Regions from separate parts of the Mus musculus genome. Here regions 1, 2, 3, 4 and 5 are each linked to region 6. Evidence: chromatin contacts called from public ChIA-PET, Hi-C, HiCAR-type and HiChIP or PLAC-seq data. All regions are on one chromosome and are shown on one strand. The core of a region is the stretch at or near the end of the contact, and the rest is flanking DNA. Distances in the headings are between cores, read along the strand shown.

Region 1 (3,438 bases), core at 824-3,323, 770 kb before region 6:
GAAGAACAAAGACCAAAGTGTAGACACTTTGCCCCTTCTTAGAATTGGGAACAAAACACCCATGGAAGGAGTTACAAAGACAAAGTTTGGAGCTGTGACGAAAGGATGGACCTTCTAGAGACTGCCATATCTGGGGATCCATCCCATAATCAGCTTCCAAACGCTGACACCATTGCATACACTAGCAAGATTTTGCTGAAAGGACCCTCATATAGCTGTCTCTTGTGAGACTATGTCGGGGCCTAGCAAACACAGAAGTGGATGCTCGCAGTAAGCTATTGGGTGGACCACAGGGCCCCCAATGGAGGAGCTAGAGAAAGTAGCCAAGAAGCTAAAGGGTTCTGCAATTCTATAGGTGGAACAACAATATGAACTAACCAGTACCCCCCTGGAGCTCCTGTCTCTAGTTGCATATGCATCAGAAAATGGCCTAGTCAGCCATCAGTGGAAAGAGAGGCCCATTAGTCGTGCAAACTTTATATGCCTCAGTACAGGGGAACGACAAGGCCAAGAAGTGGATGTGGGTGGGTGGGGGAGTGTGTGGGGGACTTTTGGGATAGCATTGGAAATGGAAATGTAAAAAATACCCAATTTAAGAAGAAAAAAAGATTCTAGAGTCACTTGATGATGTGTGATTTGGCTTCTTATAGCTCAGTGAGGCTGAGGCTTGCTTTGGGTTAACATATATATTTATTTGAAATTGTTTGCTTAGGTTTGCTGATGTTTGCAGGTTTAGCATAAATGAAGTTATTTTAAGAGCTACTTGGTTTTGTTGCTCAATAATTCTTCAGACCCAGTGTTCATTATAACGTGGCTTTGAAAAACAGTGAGGAAGTGCCAATCAAATCACAAAGCATCACTTCATACACACAAGGACAGCTACCACACAAGGCAAAAACAAATACATGTCACCTGGAATTTAAACAACTCAGGTGTCTGTACTCTGCAGCCTAGAACACAGAATATTACCTCACAGGAAACAGTCCTGACTTCTGAGATAATATATAGTTATGTTTGACCTAAAAGCTCTTCTTTGATTACAACATAAACAAACTAGAAAACAAGGACTTGGATGGACCTTTGAGCTGTATTGATCATAGCATCTGTATTTACAATACCCACAATGTGGACACAGCCCAGTCTCCCACCAACAGATCACCAACAGATGCATACATTAACACAGTCTGATAGCATGCACAATAGAATGTTATTCAGCAAAAAAAAAAAAAAAAAAAAAGGAATAAAATTCTACTGCACACTACTTTATAGACCTTCATATACTTAAGGCTATCCATGGACCCTGCAGACCAGACAACACAGTAACCTACCTCCCCTGCCCTGTCTTTAGTCCCACATGAGCATGAAGACATTATGCCAAGAAAAGAGAATGTGCAAAATCCTAAGACGTTAGATACAGGTGACATCACTTAATTCCAGAAACCAGGCTCTCTGCAGCTTAGTTCCATGTGAAATAAGACTAGCAGCCCAAACAAAATGCACATAGCACTACGTGATCTCTACATCTCATACAACATAAACATCAAGAGAGAACTGGACTATTTTCTTACACTTAATTCAAAGTCAGTGAGGTAGGAACTAAGTTATTTCGAGATAGAGGTTTGCCAAGCTCTTGTGCTGAATTTTCCTCACAGGGTTCCTCCACAGAAAGACTTCCCTCTGACTACAGCTGCCTGTGAACCAGGGCAGGAGCTGTAGCTGTGGTCCCAGCTGAGGCAGGACCAGGGCTCTTCCCACAGCTTCTCCAACAGAGCAGGGCAGCCAGCTGTGTCAGGCTACAACTTTGTATCTGTCCTTTGTCAGAGGAAAGAAACTGACCTCTTAGACCTAAAGCCAGCCACAGCCCCCTGCAGACCAGAGAGCTCATAATCTGCCTCCCTTCCCCCTCCCTCAGTTGCCCCTTTGACTTGGAAATCAAGCTGAGGTCCAGACTAAGTTGCTCCTTAAAGAAAGGAAAAGTAAATATACCTGGTCCCACAGCACAGGTCCAAGTGCAGTTCTCAGCTGCTGCTGCCTCCTCAGGCTCACTTCTGCTCTCCTCCCTCCTGCTCTCTTTGTTCCTCTTTTATGTGCGCTGACCACACACACACACACACACACACACACACACACACACACACACACACACACAGGATGCAGCAGAAACAAAACTGAAAGTAAAGTAAGCCAAGGCATTGTTAACTTGGCCAAGACTGGAAGGGGAGGTCAGAGGATGCTTAGTGTCAGAAAAGTCAGTGAGAAACTGTGTTGCAGCCAAGGGACAGCAGGCCTCCACTGTGGAAAGAGTTTACATTCTCTTTCTTTGGAACCCATCTCCAGTTTCCTCAGCCTTCTAGGCACAGATAAAGCACAGTAAACCCAGACCCCTATCAGTGGAAATGACACAATCTGGGAGGATTGCACGTGTGCTTCTCTCAGGGGAAATTCCAGGTGCTTTTTGAGTGAAGAGCTTTAATGTTTTAAACGTGTTTTCTAAAACAGGAACCATAACTGTTGCCATTTCTTTCTGGACTCTGTCCCACAGTTTCCTGACAACAGCGAGCTGGGCATGACTCACTATAAAAAGGGCTGCTTGTCCACTCTGCCCTCTCTCTCTCCCTCTCTCTCTCTCTCTCTCTCTTTCAATCTCTCTCCCTGAGATCTTCCTCTCTTCCTTTCTTACCCTCTTCTTTCTCAAGTCCTCTCCCTGCTTCCTGTCTCCCTCTCTCTGTTCCTCTTTCTCTGTCTCTACTACCCTTTCAAATCCCCTGTCCATGTCCAAAATAAACTCTATTCTATACTATACAATTGTGTGGCTGGTACCTCAGGAGGACAGGATGCCTCAGCATGCCCCCACCCCCCATACCACCTTCCACTTCACCATACCCCACCTCCACCACACATATCCCTGGCTTCTTTTTCTTTTTCAGAAAACACAACAGTTGTTCTGAAAACTGTTTTTAAAGAAGTAATTAAAGAATAGTAAGTAGGAGTTGTGTTCAGGGTAGCAGCTAAGAAAACTCACTTCAGAGGTGGAAGCTTAAAAATGAAGCTTTATTTTCTGAGCTCTTAGGAAGGCAGCCAGTTTGGGATCTGAACTTTGTCCCTGATGGGAGATTGAACACCATTTGTAAAGGATGAAACACAAAGCAGTGGGGAGAGCTGCAGAGTGTGATCCATTGTGTTTTCACAGGAAGGATTAAACAAGGGAGTACCCCTTGGAGACTGGGCCATATCCAGGCACCTAGCTTCAGGGTCCTTAATTTATTCTCCTAGACATTAGGTGCAGAACTCAGAGTGATAAAGGGACAAAGGAGCAGGTCAGCAGCATGGAGGTAAACTGGTACCTTAATTCTACTTCAGTGAACTCTCTCTCTATTCATCATGAATATTATCAAATACCTATTTCTGTATAGAAAGAAACAAAAGTACCAAATAATG
Region 2 (3,296 bases), core at 445-2,944, 740 kb before region 6:
TTACAAACATCCATGAGCACACAAGATCATATTCATTATTGCTAATCACTTTGTACAAAAAAATTTAAATTAAAAAAATTATCTGAAAAAGATAGAATGTACAAACTGTGAAGTACCAGAGTGAATGCTGAAGTGTCTCTGTTCCCATTACAGAATGTATTAGGGAAACATTGGTTGCAAAATGAAGAAACTTTTCATTATATGATTTCTGTTTTGCCATGCTGAGGGACCAGGTGTAAGAGTCTATAGTCACATGATCATGTGTGATTTGGCTTCTTAGAGCTTACTGAGGCTAAGGCTTGCTTTGGGCTAACATATATATTATTTGAAATTACCTGCTTAGTTTTGCTGATCTTTGCAGTTTAAGCACAAACTAGGTTATTTTAAGAGCTACATGGTATTGTTCCTCAATAATTCTTCAGTCCCTGTGACAAACATTGAGGAAGTCCAAATCAAACCACAAGGCATCACTTCATACTCATCAGGACAGCTACCACACAATGGGAAAACAAATCCATGTAACCCAGAATTTAAACAACTCCGGTGTCTGTACTCTGCAGCTAAGAACACAGAATATTTCCTCATGAGAAACAATCCTGGTTTCTAAGACAATGGAAAGTTACATTTGATCTAACAGCTCTTCTTTGATTTCAGCACAAACTAGCAAAAAGGACTTGGATGGACCTTTGATCTTTAATGATCATGGTAGCTGTGTTCACAATACCCACAATGTGGATTAAGCCCAGTTTCCCACCACAATGTGATGGCACACCAAATTGTATATTATTCAGCCAGAGAAGAGAATAAAATTAACTACTGTACACTACCTTGTAGACCTTCATAGACTTAAAGCCAGCCACAGACCTCTGCAGGTCAGACAACACATAACTTGCCTCCCCTCCTCTGCACTCCAGTCCCAGATGAGCCTGAGGACATTATGCCAAGGACAGAGAATGTGTCAATCCCCAGAAGTCACAGATTCCACAACACTGTCTCTCTGCAGCTTAATCCCTTTAATGAGATAAGAAGAGCAGCCCAAACAAAATGCAGAGAGCCCATGTGATCTCTACATCACACACACACACACACACACACACAGACACACAGACACACACACACACACACACACACACACAAACCCTAAACACCAAGACAGAGCTTGACTACTTACTAAACTTAAAAAGATGATGAGGTACAAACTAAGTTTATTTCCAAAAAATATTTGCCAAGGTCAAGTGCTGAATTTTCCGCACAAGGTTCCTACATGTTCCTTTGACAACAGTTGCCTGTGAACCAGGGCAGGAGCTGTTGCTGTGGTCCCAGCTGAGGAAGGACCAGAGCTCTTCCCATAGTGTGTCTAACAGAGCAGGGCAGCCAGCTGTGTCAGGCTACAACTTTGTATCTGTCCTTTGTCAGAGGAAAGAAACTCACCTCCTAGACCTAAAGCCAGCCACAGCCCCCTGCAGACCAGAGAGCACAGAACCTGCCTCCCTTCCCCCTCCCTCAGTTGCCCCTTTGACTTGGAAATCAAGCTGAGGTCCAGACTAAGTTGCTCCTTAAAGAAAGGAAAAGTAAATATTAAATATACCTGGTCCCACAGCACAGGTCCAAGTGCAGTTCTCAGCTGCTGCTGCCTCCTCAGGCTCACTTCTGCTCTCCTCACTTCCTGCTCTCTTTGCTCCTCTTTTATGTGCGCTGACCACACACACACACACACACATACACACACACACACACACACACTCACACAGGATGCAGCAAAAACAAAACTGAAAGTAAAGTAAACCAAGGCATTGTTAACTTGGCCAAGACTGGAAGGGGAGGTCAGAGGATGCTTAGTGTCAGAAAAGTCAGTGAGATACTCTGTTGCAGCCAAGGGACAGCAGGCTTCCACTGTGGAAAGTATTTACATTCTCTTTCTTTGGAACCCATCTCCAGTTTCCTCCAGCCTTCTAGGCACAGATAAAGCACAGTAAACCCAGGCCCCCATCAGTGTAAATGACACAATCTGGGAGGATTGCACGTGTGCTTCTCTCAGGGGAAATTCCAGGTGCTTTTTGAGTGAAGAGCTTTAATGTTTTAAACCTGTGTTTTCTAAAACAGGAACCATCACTGTCCCCTCTCCCTCCCTCCCTCCCTCTCTCTCTCTCTCTCTCTCTCTCTCTCTCTCTCTCTATCTATCTATCTCTATCTCTCTTGCTCAGATAGTCCTCTCTTCCTTTCTTACCCTCTTTCCTTCTCCAGTCCTCTCCCTGCTTCCTCCTCCCTCTCTCTGTTCCCCTTTCTTTGTCTCTACTACCCTCTCAAATTCCACTCTCCATGTCTTAAATAAACTCTATTCTATACTATACAATTGTGTGGCTGGTACTTCAGGAGGAAAGGATGCCTCAGCAGGAGCCCTCAGAGACACCACCTTCCACCTCACCATACCCCGCCTCCACCACACATATCCCTGGCTTCTTTTTTCTTTTTCAGAAAACACAACAGTCCATCTAAAAACTGTTTTCAAAGAAGTAATTAAAGAATAGTAAGTAGGAGTTGTGTTCAGGGTAGAAGCTAAGAAAACTCACTTCTGAGATGGAAGCTTAAAAATGAAAGCTTTATTTTCTGAGCCCTTAGGAAGGCAGCCAGTTTGGGATCTGAACTTTGTCTCTGATGGGAGATTGAATACTATTTGTAAAGGATGAAACACAAAGCGAGGGTGTTGGGTGGGGCTGCAGAGTGATCTATTGTGTTTTCACAGGAAGGATTAAAGAAGGAAGTACCCATTGGAGACTGGGCCATATCCAGGCACCTAGCTTCAGGGTCCTTAATTTACTCTCCTAGACATTTGGTGCAGAACTCAGAGTGATAAAGGGACAAAGGAGCAGGACAGCAGCATGGAGGTAAACTGGTACCTTAATTCTACTTCAGTGAACTCTCCCCCTATTCATCTGTTAGCTCTGCATGGCCACCTATTTGCAGGCCCAGGTAGAACTCACACAAGAGTCCACACCAGGACTGGGAAGAAGTTCATGTCAGCAGGTTCTTGGATGCCACTAAGGCCAGGGGAGTCTCTGGTCTGGAGCTCTTGTCAGTTGAGTGGCACTTCTGAGACAGGATTGAGGGGAGCAGCAGGAGCAGGGCTGCCTCTAACACTTGCTTAAGCCTTTTGTTCACTTCAGCACTCAAGTGAATCTACAAAACATCAGGATAAATCTCTATGATCCTTTGCCTGTGTTTCTCTTCTATATTATATCGAGAAAGAGAAAAAGAGAGAGAGAGGTGTGTGTGTGTGTGAGTGAGCACAGGTGTGC
Region 3 (3,304 bases), core at 223-2,722, 820 kb after region 6:
CAACATCATTTCAGGGCCACAAGCCGTGGGCATCCCCTCGTTGAGTTTTATCACATAAAATTTGAAAGCTAATACGAAAGTTTTATAACAACTACATTTAAGTCAGTATTATTTTAACAGTTGAAGAGAACTTTTCCACTAATGTCGCTAAACCATGGATGGATCCCAACACGAGAGTCGTCTGTGGAAGTCTCGCAACAAGAAACCACCTAAGTTTCCAATCACGGGGAAGGGTCTGGGACAACTCATCTTCATGTTCTCGGGAGGAGTGGACGGAGCACACACCTGCTTTCCTCTGGCAGAGATTAAGCTCCCAGGGACACAAAGGCCAGGGAATCAGACCTGGAGAGGCAAAAAGCTTTAGCTAGATACCCACCAAGCCCCGTGGCCACCCAAACACTTCGAGTGTTTTTTTTTCTTTTTTTTTCTTTTTTTTTTACCTCTTGGAGTTACTTCTCAGGCACTTAGCGGCACAAGATGTTGCAGACCAGTGGGAAGAAGGGGAAGGCTATGCGCTCTGGTCCCAAAGTCAGGGGAGGGGTGTGGACAGTTACCTCCAGGGCCGGGGCTACAGGCCCGGACAGAGTAGCCTAGCCGCGCACGGGGCGCCGCCTGACTGCTCTCGGACCGCCCCCGTTACTCGGGGAGTTACAATGGCGACCGCAGGGCTCCCCGGACCTCCGGGTCTCGGCCCCCTTCCCCCTACCGCTCACTGGCTGCTCCGCTACATGTGACTAAACAAAACCCCCCGAGTCCAGAGCCCGGCTCGGCCCCTTTGTGTCCGCCACCGGATCCGCCGCCGCCGCAGCGGAAAGGCACCCCCCGCCCCGCGCGCCCGCCTCCGAGTCCCGCCCCGCGGCGGCCGCCGCCGCTCACCTAAGGTTCCGCGGCCCCCCGCGACCGCCGCCTCCCGGACCCCGCGGCCCGGGCTCCTTGTGCAGCAGCAACTCCGCCTCCTCGGCAGCAGCCGCCATCTTAGCCTGTGCGGCAAAACGCGTCCTTTCCGAGGGTTGGGAGCCAGCCTAGGGCGTAGCTCCCCGGGCCCGAGCGCCGCGGGCCGGGTCCCCCCACAACTTCTTCCGCCACCCTCAGTCCCGCCACCGCCTCAGCCCGGACGTCCGAAACGCGGCCGGGGCCGGGGCTAATCCGACCGAATAAGACCCCCGAAACTCACAGTTTGGTGCCGTGTGCGTCAAACCGGGGCGACGTTGGGAGCGCGCGGCGTCCCCGCGTCACACGCCGCTCTGTACGCTACTCGGCTCCAACGGCCCCCTCCGCTCCCCGCTTCTCGCCTCCGGCCTCGGTTCCCACGGCGCAGGCGCGCGGCTTTCCCGCCTCTGCCTGGCCGCCGGCCGCCGGGGGAAGCCAGCGAGGCGCGCCCGTGCTCTCGGGCCGCCGGAGCTCCCGTGCCAATCAGACCCACGGGGGGCGGCAGCAACGCTGCACCGCTGCTCTCCCGTGCCAAAACCAAACAAGGTCACCTCCCCCAGCGGTGACCTAACCACTCCGGAGGAGGTTCCCGCCCCAAAGTAGGCACGCTCCAAATATGGTGGCGACCAAACTCTGCAAGACCCAAGTACCAGGAATGCCTAGGCCCTTTAAGGTGGAATAGGCCCATCTCTGGTGTCTGCAATCGCTAGTTTGCCAAAAACCTGTTCCCTTTTCCAGCTGTTGAAAGAACCAGCAACATATATCAGGCCTACCTTGGAGAACTGGCACAGACAGGTTTTATGATGTTAAACAGGCCAGGTGGCAAAAGCATCAGGTATAGAAATTCAGTTACCCAGACAAGACACCCAAAAAGAAGGCCCGGATTTGGGTTCCTTGGACTCTGCAAGGGCAGATTCTGCACTAAGGAACATGCCTTGATTGTCCAAATTGGAGTCATGCAAAGAGACGTCAGAAATGCTGGTTAACTCTTCAGGTAATCAATAGATTCCCCAGAGGGTCTTCTAAATCTCCCTTTTAACAAGCATTCAGCCATGGGCTTCTGAGGGAAGCAGCGCACTAATTAGAGGTATTCGCTTTGCTTTTGAACCGAGTCAACAAGTTCCTAACCTGTTGAAGGTGAGCTAAACGTTCTAGAATACTCTGATGGGCCTGCCTTACTAAATTCTTTGGTTTCGCTGAACTTTTTCTCATGAAAAACTTTAAAACGTTTTTTAGTAGTTAAGCAGTAATCATGAACTATGCACCTCCAAGCCTTCGAGATATTATTAACATTCACAGGAATACACCATAATTACATTTATTTGTCAAGAATGGGAGTATCTTTCCTGAAAAACGGTGCCTTCAGAAGCAGCAAATGTATCCCAAAGAACGAACATTTCACTATCCACTCTAATTATTTCGCTTGCTAGTAACTGCTGACAACTAGAGTTCATGCTGTGTGTGTGTCAGGCATTCTTGTCACCTGTTCAAGTTCATTACAACCTAAAGTGGCAAAGAGAGATTAGACTGTTGAGCTGTTTCAAAATGAAAGCTTTCCTTCATATATACGAATAGATAGATACACAACAAATAAATCTGTGTCCATTTTCAGCCAACTGCTTGGAGGAGATGCACTTTAGAGACTTATTCTCATCTCATGAGTTTGGGTTTTGCTTGAATGTATGGCTGTGCACCGCATGCTTCATGCCTGGTACCACAGAGTCCAAATGAGCCTCAGGAAGGACCTGAAACTGGAGCTGCAAATGACAGGCCATCATGTGGAAATATCACAAGGGACCTGATCCTGAGTCCCCAGCAAGCACATAAGGTACTCTTGGCCAGTGAGCCATGTCTCCTGACCCACCAGGTCTGTTAACCTGCAGAACTCAAAGGCCTATCACCTGGAACCAAGCCTTGCATACTTCAGGGCACATTTCAGATATATAAAATATATCGATGTATGGGATCTCCAGATACTTTGTGTGTGTGTGTGTGTGTATTCAGATTATATAAAGTGTTGAATAAATGAGTTTCCATAGTTCTAAGAAAAGAGTCTACTTTCATCTTAGTAGGGAGTGGGGAGGTTAAAAACATAAAGCTTTTAAAATTATAAACAAAAGCTCTCATGAGAGTCAGGCACGGTGGTGAGTACCTTTATTCCCAGCACTATGGAGGTGGGGGAATTGCTAATTTGAGGCTAGCCTCGTCTATAAAGAGACTTCCAGAATAGCTAGGGCTACACAAAGAAATCCTGTTGAGAAAAATAAATAAATAAACGAATAAATAACCTCATAAAACAGAAAATAGACTCAGTATGCAAATACTTTCCTATAAAATATATCTAAAGTTTAATTGAACTGGGGAGATGGCCCAG
Region 4 (3,336 bases), core at 395-2,894, 520 kb before region 6:
AAAGCACTTTTTCCCACAACAGGCAATTTCACCCCCTGTATACAGCCAATTCCAAGCAGAGTTAGCATCCCTGTGATGGGCTTGCCCTCCCCCTCCTGGGATGTTGCTCTCAGAGATCCACTAACACACTTGTTTCCCAAGGACTCTCTCATCTACTGAGTCCAAGTTGGTTCTAACTTGAACATGCAGTCTCTAAGTACATGCCCACCAAAAGCAAAGGCAAATCGAAGGCTCCTCCATTTTCCTGTGGTGCCTGAGTGAGCTCAAAGGCTGACATAGAAGCTGCTGGGTCCAGATCTGAAGCCTGCTGCAGCAGACAAGATGCTGTGCTCAGGAGTGTGGCCCTAGGCTTAGGAACAATGGCGTCAGCTGACACAGAACTGAGTTCATTACTTTGTGGGAACCTCACTTCCAAATAGGAGACCCCAAAACTCAAAGACAAGTGTGGGGATCTCACTGAAGATCTGGAATGCCATTTATTCTAAAGACTCTGACTGTCACAAGTGAGGGAACCCACAGGCTCTCAACCCCTTATGCTTGGCTGCACCCTCTCCTTTACCTTATTTTCCCACTCTTGTTGACCATGAAAACATTCTCTAATGGGACTAAGGCATCACTCTTTCATTGTTCAGGTCTCTTCTGGTGTTCATATTCTTTTTTTTTTCATTTTTTTTCATATTCTTTTTCATGCCCCTGCCCTGCTCTGAAGGTATGTTGAGAGATTTTATAAATCTTTTGTTACAAACATTTTCATCAAGAATTTACATTGGATCTTAAAATAATAAACTTCTCCTTTTGCCTTTTTACTATATTTTCTCAGTAGCTATTCTCTGAGAGATGACAGGAAGACTGTGCACGAACACAGACAGCTGAAAATCACACAGCCACACTGACTTTGGAAGCCCTGTGGGAGGCTTTAACTGTGGAGGGCAGGGAAACAGCAGACACTGAAGAGTCACAATGACAGTTCTGAGACTTCAGTGAAGTTTTCAACCAAAACCATCACCCATGCCAGGAAGCCTTTCTAGATGTGACACATAGGTATGACAGTGTAAAATGCAGTGTCTACAAGCACTCTGCAGAAGTATCTGGGGTGTGGACACATGGCTTAGTTTGTAGATCCCTGGCCATTCAAGCCTGAGGACCTGAGATTAGATCCCCATGTGAGGCCATGTGAGGCTGCAGTGTGCATATGCAACCTCAGTGCTAGTGTGGCAAGGCACGTGACAGCGGCAGAAGAATACTGAGAAACAAAAGAGGTGCTCTGCCTCACACAGCATGGAGAGCAAGGACCTCCATCACAGTGAGACACACATGAACATGCACGCATTCATACAAACGTGTGTGCACACAGCATGCACACACACATAGAGACAGAGTCAGCAAGAAAGAAACTGAGAGACAGAACAGAGAAAGAGAAAGACACAGAGACTTTTTAAAAAGAAGAAAAATCTCACCAGAGTAAGTAGTTTAATAACCTTTGTACTTTAATTTTGTAGTTGGATATCTTGTTGGAGCCTTTAAAAAAATCACTTTCCTATTTTGCTGACACAAAATGCAACTGAGTTCCTAGAAATGCCTCATTTACACAACAGCTCAGTTGCTTTCAGTTTGCATCAGAATCATGTTCCAGGAAATGCCTTTCAGGGGCTGAGCTTTGTCAGGGTTGTCTCTCTGGCTGCCCGGCAACTCTGCTAAGCTGGAAGAGCATTCAGTTTAGAGGGTGAATCCTCAAAAGTCAAACCCCCAGACTCACAATTTCTTTTTTTTTCTTTTAATATTTTTATTAGGTATTTTCCTCATTTACATTTCCAATGCTATCCCAAAAGTCCCCCAAACCCTCCCCCACACTCCCCTACCCACCCACTCCCATTTTTTGGCCCTGGCATTCCCCTGTACTGGGGCATATAAAGTTTGCAAGTCCAATGGGCTTCTCTTTCCAGTGATGGCCAACTAGGCCATCTTTTGATACATATGCAGCTAGAGTCAAGAGCTCCGAGGTACTGATTAGTTCATAATGTTGTTCCACCTATAGGGTTGCAGATCCCTTTAGCTCCTTGGGTACTTTCTCTAGTTCTTCCATTGGGGACCCTGTGATCCATCCAATAGCTGACTGTGAGCTTCTGTGTTTGCTAGCAGACTCACAATTTCATAGCAAGTATATGCTTGGCACTCTTAAAGTCTTTCTATACTTCAACCGAATGTATACAGGCCTGCTGCACACATGAGCATGAACATGCACACACATGTGCACACATATGCACATATATTACAGTGCACAGACATGCACAAGTACACACAAACACACATGCACATATACAATACATGCACACACAGTACAGTGCACAGACATGCACACACACACACACACAAACACATGCACACACACACATACATGCACACACAATACAGTGCACAGACATACACACTCACACAGGCACATACATGTACACACATGCACATACATGATCTTGGGTGGTATAATAGGTCATCATTCAGGTCCCTGAGTTTGGTTCTCAAGGCTGAAAAGAGGGTAAGGTGCTTTGTTTTCTCAGGTTTTTCAGGAGCTGTAGTGTGTCAACACCATCAGACACCTCCTCATGCTCACCTCATAGCTTCCGTGCTCCCTGCTCCTCACCCTCACTCCTCTCCTGTGCTCCCTGCTCCTCACCCTCACTCCTCCCCCATGCTCCCAGCTCTTTACCTTCACTCCTCTCTTGAGCACCCTTCAATAGTCATGCTCAGTCTTCTCCCTCACGACCTTCAGACACTGAAACCTTAGGGGCTGAATTCTCTCTGAGAGCCGCTGAAGTTGACCAGCTCTCCCTTGGTGATCACAGATGTCTCTTCATTCTTCTGTACAAATCACCTCCTTATCTACTACTGATTCCTACAAGGAAAATGTACAGAGATGTGACCAAATGGGAAAAAACAGAAAGGAATTTTCAAAGAACCTAGTAAAAATGTCAGTTTGACTACCTCTCATGAGAAGTAGTTTCTGGTGTATTAAGACTTGGAATAAGTCAAGAATCAAAAATGTGACTTATTCACAACTGAAAAGACAACAATGACTTCCTTCTCACAGGCTGTGTGAGCATCAGCAGCCTCTGGAACATGTCTGAGGGGAGCCTCAGTCACTGGGCCTTCTACCCACTGTAGTGGTCAGCTGCCTTCTGCACAGCTACTGAGTTCTCATGCAGGACTAGAGTTGTCCCCAGACAAGGCACTAAGTATAGTTTGCAGCCCATACACTCTTGGGTGTATAACATTCACTGTATGGTGGTCATCCCACCAGGGGCTGCAACACTAAAAAAATAAAAACATGACTCCCTCAGC
Region 5 (3,284 bases), core at 683-3,182, 580 kb before region 6:
CATGAAAACAAAATCTCAACATGAGCAAATAAATAGAAAAAAATCCACTCTGTAAAGTTAAGAAATTCGTGCACCAGAGCATTCTATACAGCGTGTAAAAAGGCAACCCAAGAATGGGTGACGAAGACCTGTAGTAAATCACATGTGTGATAAAGGGTTACTATCTGAAACAAAGTGGCTCTACAATTCATCACAGACACCTCAGTTCTAAACTGAGAAAAGCACTGGGTTGAAATTTCTTCAGAGAAGGCTTACAAATGTCCATGAGCACACAAGATAGTACTCAATATTGCAAATCACCTTGTATGAGAAAACTATAAAATTTTTAAATAAACTTACTTGAAAAAGATGTAATGTCCAAATTGGGATGTACCAGAGTGAAAGGTGAAGTGTCTCTGTTCCCAGGACAGAATGGCAATCAGGTTTTATTAGGGAAACATGGATGCAAAATGAAGAAACTTTCCGTTACACTATTTCTGTTTTGCCATGCTGAGGGACATGGTGTAAGAGTCTAGAGTCACATGATCATGTGTGATTTGGCTTCTTAGAGCTTACTGAGGCTGAAGCTTGCTTTGGGTTAACATACATATTTATTTGAAATTGTTTACTTAGTTTTGCTGATGTTTACAGTTTAAGCATGAATGCTGTTATTTTTAAGAACTACTTGTTTTTGTTGCACAACAATTCTATAGACCCATTGTTTCTTATAACATGTCTTTGACAAATATTGAGGAAGTGCCAATCAAACCATACACACAAGGACAGCTACCACACAAAGCAAAAACAAATCCATGTAACCCAGAATTTAGACAACTCAGGTGTCTGTACTCTGTGGCTAAGAATACAGAATATTACCTCATGGGAAACAGTCCTCGCTTTTGAGAAAATCAATACTTATGTCTGATCTAACAGCTCTTCTTTGATTACAACACAAACAAAATAGCAAAGAAGGACTTGGATGGACCTTTGAGCTGTAGTGATCATGGCAGCTGTGTTCACAATACCCACATTGTGGAGACAGCCCAGACTCCCACCAACAGATCACCAACAGATGCATACATTAACACAGTCTGACAATGTGCACAATAGAATATTATTCAGCCAAAGAAGGGAATAAAATTAACTACTGTACACAACTTTGTAGACCTTAATAGACTTAGGCTAGACACAGACTCCTACAGGTCAGACAACACATAACCTGCCTCCCCTGCCCTGCCCTCAGTCCCAGATGAGCATGAGGACATTATGCCAAGGAAGGAGAATGTGCAGAATCTCCAGAAGTTAGATACAGGTGACGTCACTTAACTCCAGAAACCAGGCTCTCTGCAGCTTAGTTCCATGTATGAAATAAGACTAGCAGCCCAAACAAAATGCACATAGCACTACGTAATCTCTACATCTCACATACAACATAAACATCAATATAGAACTGGATTATCTTCTTACACTTAATTCAAAGTCAGTGAGGTAGGAACTAAGTTATTTCCAGATAGATGTTTGCCAAGCTCTTGTGCTGAGTTTTCCTCACACGGTTCCTCCACAGAGACTTTCCTCTGCCTACAGTTGCCTGTGAACCAGGGCAGGAGCTGTTGTGGTCCCAGCTGAGGCAGGACCAGGGCTCTTCCCATAGTTTGTCTAACAGAGCAGGGCAGCCAGCAGTGTCAGGCTGCCACTTTGTATCTGTCCTTTATCAGAGGAAAGAAACTGACCTCCTAGACCTAAAGCCAGCCACAGCCCCCTGCAGACCAGAGAGCTCATAATCTGCCTCCCTTCCCCCTCCCTCAGTTGCCCCTTTGACTTGGAAATCAAGCTGAGGTCCAGACTAAGTTGCTCCTTAAAGAAAGGAAAAGTAAATATACCTGGTCCCACAGCACAGGTCCAAGTGCAGTTCTCAGCTGCTGCTGCCTCCTCAGGCTCCCTTCTGCTCTCCTCCCTCCTGCTCTCTTTGCTCCTCTTTTATGTAAGCTGACCACACACACACACACAGAGAGAGAGAGAGAGAGAGAGAGAGAGAGAGAGAGAGAGAGAGAGAGAGAGAAGGAGTTAAAAGAAATCACATGCTGCAGCAGAAACAAAACTGAAAGTAAAATAAAATAGGCCATGTTAACTTGGCCAAGACTGGAAAGGGAGGTCAGAGGTTCCTGTCTATCCCGAAAAGCCAGTGTGATACTCTGTTGCAGCCAAGGGACAGCAGGCCTCCACTGTGGAATCTGTTTACCTTCTCTTTCCTTGGAACCCATTTCCAGTTTCCTCCAGCCTTCTTGGCACAGATAAAGCACAGTAAAACCCAGGCAGCCATCAGTGGAAATTACAAAATCCGGGAGTATTGCAAGTGTGCTTCTCTCAGGGGAAATTCCCAGTGCTTTCTGATCAAACATGTTTAATGTTTTAAACATGTGTTTTCTAAAGCAGGAACCATCCCTGTTGCCATTTCTTCTGGGCTGCCCCACAATTACCTGGCAACAGCCAGGTGGGCATGACTCACTATAAAAGGGGCTGCTTGTACCCTCACATACCCCCCTCTCTTGCTCAATTGTCCTCTCTTCCTTTTTTACCCTCTTTCTTCTCTGTCCCTCCTCCTCCTTCCTCCCCTCTCTATCCCTCTTTCTTTGTCTCTACTAACCCCTCAACTCCCCTCTCCATGTCTTAAATAAACTGTATTCTATACTATACAATTGTGTGGCTGGTACCTCAGGAAGAAGGTAATGCTTCAACACTGGCCCTCAGAGGTACCCCTTTTCACCTCAACATACCAGGTATGACGTTTGTATATTCTTGGACCAGAGGGTGGCACCATTTGGAGATGTGGCCTTGTTGGAATAGGTGTGACCTGGTTGGAATAGGTGTGTCACTGTGGTTGTGGGCTTAAGATCCTCACTCTAGTTGCCTGGAAGTCAGTCTTCCACTAGCAGCCTTTGGATGAAGACATAGAACTCTCATCTCTGCCTGTGCCACGCCTGCCTGGATGCTGCCATGCTCCCACCTTGATGATAATGGACTGAACCTCTGAACCTGTAACCCAGCCCCAATTAAATGTTGTTTTTTTATAAGACTTGCCTTGGTCATGGTGTCTGTTCACAGCAGTAAAACCCTAACTAAGACACCAGACAGCCACCAAACATATACCTGACTTCTTTTTCTTTTCATAAAACACAACAGTCAATTTTAAAACCTGATTTTAAAAGAAGCAATTAAAGAATAGTAAGTAGGAGTTGTGTTCAATATAGAAGCTAAGAAAACTTCAGAGATGGAAGCTGAAAAATGAAAGCTTTAATTTCTGAGCC
Region 6 (3,627 bases), core at 772-3,271:
AAGTGGACACAGGTGAAAGGATCTTCTGTCAAAGCACGCTCATGAAAGGACACCTCGCTGGTGTATCTGTGACGCTCATGAGAGGACACCTCGCTGGTGTATCTGTGAAGTGTTCGCCAGGGGGTCGAGCTGCCGCTGCTGAACTGAACTGCCTGTTTCCAGACAACACAGGCGAGAGTGGCTCCAAAGAACCTTTCTAAGCAGGTCCACTTCCCCCTTATCCTTTCTTTCCCACTACCTCTGGTGGGTGGTGGGATAGAAGGGGGTGTGTGTGTTAAAGTGCTCTACCTGAGGTTCTGAGTTCTATTCCCAGCAAACCACATGGTGGCTCACAACCATCTGTAAATGGGATCTGATGCTCTCTTCTGGTGTGTCTGAAGACAGCAACAGTGTACTTACATATAATAAATAAATCTTTAAAAAAAGTCTTTATAAAGACGAAAGAGAGAGAGAGAGAGAGAGAGACAGAGACAGAGACAGAGACAGAGACAGAACAGGGTGAGAGGAAGGGGAATACAGGGAGAGGGCAAGGGTCAGGCAGTATCTCTACCTTTTGTTTGTGTTCTATGTTAGGCAGCATTGGACAGATCTACTCAGAGCCTTAATGTGGGAATGACATGACCAGTTGGCATCGGACCCCATTACAGATGGCTGTGAATCTCTTTGTGGTTGTTGGGAATTGAACTCAAGACCTCTGTAGAAGAGCAGTCAGTGATCTTAACCACTGAGGCATCTCTCCAGCCCTGTATAAGCAAGAGTTTTGCAGGGAGACAGTGAGTATCCTAACTCAGGTAGTGGCCACGAAAATGGAAAGGGTGGGGCCGACCTAAGATATCTTAGGTGGGGTAAGCAGATACAAAAGTGTGTGGATTGGAAGTAGGAGGCTGAAAGAGCGGTGAGCTAGTCTCGAGTGGACTGGACCGAGTCAGCCTTCTGGCTGGGATTAGTGGGCGGTTTGCTCACCGCCCCGTGAACAGCCAAGAGAATACACGAGGATAAGCAGGTCTGAGAAGGGAAATTGTGAGTTCAGCTTTCAGCCCAGGTGAACAGAAAACATGTGTGGGAGGGGAGAAGAGAAGGAATTGGGAAAGGGTGGAGAACAGGATGAGTCAGGGAGGGTGGAGGAGGAAGAGATGAGCAGGAGGACACAAAGCCGTGCCCAGATTTGGGGCTACTGTGGTATACCTCCCTGTGCTTCCAGTTTTATTTCCGGCTTCCTCCGAACTGAGTCTAGCAAATTGAGTGCAAAGAATTGATGTCTGGCTTCCTATCTAGGTAACCAATTTGTTGTTAATGCCATTTGCTCTGTGAGGACAGAGAGAAAATTATTTAAAACTGTGGTTCAAGTCCACAAGAGTCTTCCCATAGTGTTCCTGAGTGAATACCTTTGCATCTGCTCCAACACAATTTTAAAAGTGGAATAATCTCTTCCTCCCCCTCCCTCCCTCTCCCCTTCGAGCTGAACGGTGGACTACTTTCTTCCTGCCAAATCTTTCCCATCTGTGAACTTTCACAGTTGCTTTACTACCTTCAACCCAGCAGTGGCTAGCAGCCTGTCTTGGGATAGTCTTATGATCCTGTCCTATTTGGCAATCAGGGTTCCTGTGCACGCCCCACACTTCTGTGTGTCAGAGGAAGGAACTCCATAAGTAGTGAAAAAAATCTCTCCTCCTCACTCCTTCAGCCAACAGTAGCCAAAGGTCGCCATGTCATTTAATGAGTTTCTGCAAGAGAAAGGCACTCCCTCCTGGACCCGGTTGCTCTTGCCAGGCTCCAACATGGCCGGCCAACCGGAGTCCTTCCAGAACATCCCTCTCCAGCCTTCCGCACTCCCGTTTCACCTTCCGTCCCCCGCGATCCCCAGGGTCAGGACCCAGGAGCCTGACAACTGCCTCGCTTCCCGCCCCCCTCGCGAGACCCGCCCACCACCCCGCGTCGGCCAATCGGAGGCGGTGCTGCGACGACTGGCAGGCCCGCCCGACCCCGCCCCCAGCCTCGCTGTGGCCTGCGGCTTCCCGGCTAGTAGCGCCGCTGTCGGTCGCGCGGGCCGGTCGTGTGGACACTGCCGTATCGCGGGCTCTTGCCGCGGGCCACAGCGAGCGCAGCGCGGAGACCGTCAGCCCCGCGGCGTCGAGCATGGACTTCGAGGACGGTGAGCGGCGCGCGGGGCGGGCCGCCGTGGCGGGCGGGCGGGAGGGAGGGCGGCGGGCGGCCTGCGCCGGGGGTCTGTTTACCGCCTCAAGATGGCCGTGTGGCTTTGTTCTGTGGGCCGCGCAGCGACCGCGGGCCCGGCCCGGAGCCCTGTGGTCCGGGAGCCCCACGTGGGGGTGCGGCCGGCCCGGGGCCCTGCTGTCTAGGGGGTCGGCCTAGCTGCGAGCCTCGGGGCCTCGTCCGCGGCCGCCTGCAACTTCCTGGCCTCGCCGAGCGGCGACCGGGCCCACGGGGCCCACGGGGCCCTCGGGGCAGCGACCCGGTGGCGGGTGGAGCCGGTCCTCACCGTGTCGCCCCGGGCTCTGGAATCTTGCTCGACACAGGCTGCCTCGGGCTCGTGCGATGCTTCTCCGTGTGAGAGGAGTATAAAGGGCGTCTCTAGGCGTTCCATCGAGATGGGCTTCGGTTCCCCCAGAACCAGAATCTGCAAGTTATTACCACGTAGCCGACCGAGCTGTCTAATATCTCACCCAGGTTACCTGCTAGTGAATACCGCGTCTGAAACAGCTCCGTGACCCAGTGCATTATCATTATTATTTTTGTTTTTAGGGGTGGTAGTGGTGGGGCTTGTGTATGAATGCTACCTAAGTTAGAATTCTGGCACAGCAAGCCCCAGATGCCCTTCACGTTCAGCTAGATCGGTGCACAGCAGCCCGTGTTGGACTTGCTGGTTAAATAAACCGAATTGTAACGTTGCTTTTCAGCTTTCCCTGGCCGTGAAGTACAGTTAATTTGGTATCTTCAAACCTTGCTCAACTTTTATAGGAATCAGTGTCAAGATAAAGTGATCAACAGTAGTGATAGTGTTAGGGAGCCGAGGAACAGTTTGTAGGATTAAACTGGGTGTAATCTCGAGGAACTAGGTATTTCTAAATAAAACCGGTTCATTTCTTGTGAAGGAAGCCTCTGCCTCCACCAGAAATGGGCTTTGACATTGAATGAGGTGTGCTTTTTTGGCGTAGGTCGTATTGCATGAGCTTTTGATTTTTGATTTGCTACAAGAGGTTGAGGCTGTCAAGTGTAAATATAGGAAAAAGAATCACCCTTTTCGGAGTACTTTTCGGTTGCTTTGAAATATAGTTCAGCTCTTCAGGATAGCATACCGTCCTGCTTGTGCTTCGGGGTTGGACAGTGACTCATTCTGATATAGGTGACTCTAAATTACTACTATGTGCACTAGTCAGAGTTGACATTGAAGAGAAAAAGTATGTTTTAGACCAAAGTTTGATGACACTACCAACCTATGTGGTGTGCCAGAAGTTAACCTTGTAGTGTGTGCAGAGTGGGAGGAGTCAGTCAGTAAGGAAATCCATTTTCTGTAGAGGATTGAAAAATAGCGGTCAGATTTGGAGTATTTGCTTTCATTATACTTATGATAAAAATAATGAACAATGTTAGAGATAAATAATCTCTTAA

What was found. Hi-C and Micro-C count contacts between places; a contact is called where the count stands out from the background. ChIA-PET counts read pairs in DNA pulled down with a chosen protein or histone mark. HiCAR-type assays count read pairs that join an accessible place to other places. HiChIP or PLAC-seq counts read pairs in DNA pulled down with a chosen protein or histone mark.
Region 1: an H3K4me3 HiChIP or PLAC-seq map of the 230-238 cell line shows a contact between it and region 6, with 6 times the contacts expected there. The contact joins the promoter of Gbp9 here to the promoter of Zfp326 in region 6. A contact is called at or near these places in 2 of 39 promoter capture datasets (the C10 cell line and pre-B cells), 1 of 484 Hi-C or Micro-C datasets (embryonic stem cells), 2 of 115 datasets of contacts at active chromatin or transcription factors (the 230-238 cell line and large pre-B cells) and 2 of 9 other capture datasets (adipose tissue and liver).
Region 2: a contact with region 6 is called in a Hi-C map of pro-B cells, with 6 times the contacts expected there. The contact joins the promoter of Gbp4 here to the promoter of Zfp326 in region 6. A contact is called at or near these places in 2 of 484 Hi-C or Micro-C datasets (CD4 T cells and pro-B cells), 1 of 115 datasets of contacts at active chromatin or transcription factors (large pre-B cells) and 2 of 9 other capture datasets (adipose tissue and liver).
Region 3: a contact with region 6 is called in a HiCAR-type map of astrocytes, with 2.2 times the contacts expected there. The contact joins the promoter of Zfp644 here to the promoter of Zfp326 in region 6. A contact is called at or near these places in 8 of 39 promoter capture datasets (the 3T3-L1 cell line, the HPC-7 cell line, hippocampal neurons and 3 more) and 1 of 115 datasets of contacts at active chromatin or transcription factors (astrocytes).
Region 4: an H3K4me3 HiChIP or PLAC-seq map of the 230-238 cell line shows a contact between it and region 6, with 9 read pairs. The contact joins the enhancer-like site here to the promoter of Zfp326 in region 6. A contact is called at or near these places in 3 of 39 promoter capture datasets (cranial neural crest, liver and maxillary cranial neural crest), 3 of 115 datasets of contacts at active chromatin or transcription factors (the 230-238 cell line, embryonic stem cells and large pre-B cells) and 1 of 9 other capture datasets (macrophages).
Region 5: an RNA polymerase II ChIA-PET map of memory CD8 T cells shows a contact between it and region 6, with 10 read pairs. The contact joins the promoter of Gbp6 here to the promoter of Zfp326 in region 6. A contact is called at or near these places in 4 of 39 promoter capture datasets (the 3T3-L1 cell line, 3T3-L1-derived adipocytes and liver), 2 of 115 datasets of contacts at active chromatin or transcription factors (astrocytes and memory CD8 T cells) and 1 of 9 other capture datasets (liver).

What each region holds. Positions count from the first base shown.
Region 1 is chr5:105,108,219-105,111,656 of GRCm38.p6, forward strand. Gbp9 (guanylate-binding protein 9) reads right to left here and starts at 2,074. Exons shown (of 11, transcript NM_172777.4): 1 at 1,987-2,074.
Region 2 is chr5:105,137,892-105,141,187 of GRCm38.p6, forward strand. It overlaps Gbp4 (guanylate binding protein 4), which reads right to left and starts at 1,695. Exons shown (of 12, transcript NM_001359079.1): 1 at 1,589-1,695; 2 at 828-926. The coding sequence starts at 842.
Region 3 is chr5:106,695,358-106,698,661 of GRCm38.p6, forward strand. It overlaps Zfp644 (zinc finger protein 644), which reads right to left and starts at 1,473. Exons shown (of 10, transcript NM_001363318.1): 1 at 1,175-1,473; 2 at 286-342.
Region 4 is chr5:105,352,632-105,355,967 of GRCm38.p6, forward strand. No RefSeq gene overlaps it. Among named protein-coding and RNA genes, the nearest start is that of Gm26519, 47 kb to the right of the region's middle. Within about 2 kb of position 1,645, at least 31 of the 459 cell types and tissues checked have an H3K27ac peak or open chromatin away from gene starts, as enhancers often do. A contact at or near this core is called in the 230-238 cell line and liver, where this site is marked.
Region 5 is chr5:105,291,767-105,295,050 of GRCm38.p6, forward strand. Gbp6 (guanylate binding protein 6) reads right to left here and starts at 1,933. Exons shown (of 11, transcript NM_194336.2): 1 at 1,860-1,933.
Region 6 is chr5:105,874,547-105,878,173 of GRCm38.p6, forward strand. It overlaps Zfp326 (zinc finger protein 326), which reads left to right and starts at 2,022. Exons shown (of 12, transcript NM_018759.2): 1 at 2,022-2,152. The coding sequence starts at 2,137.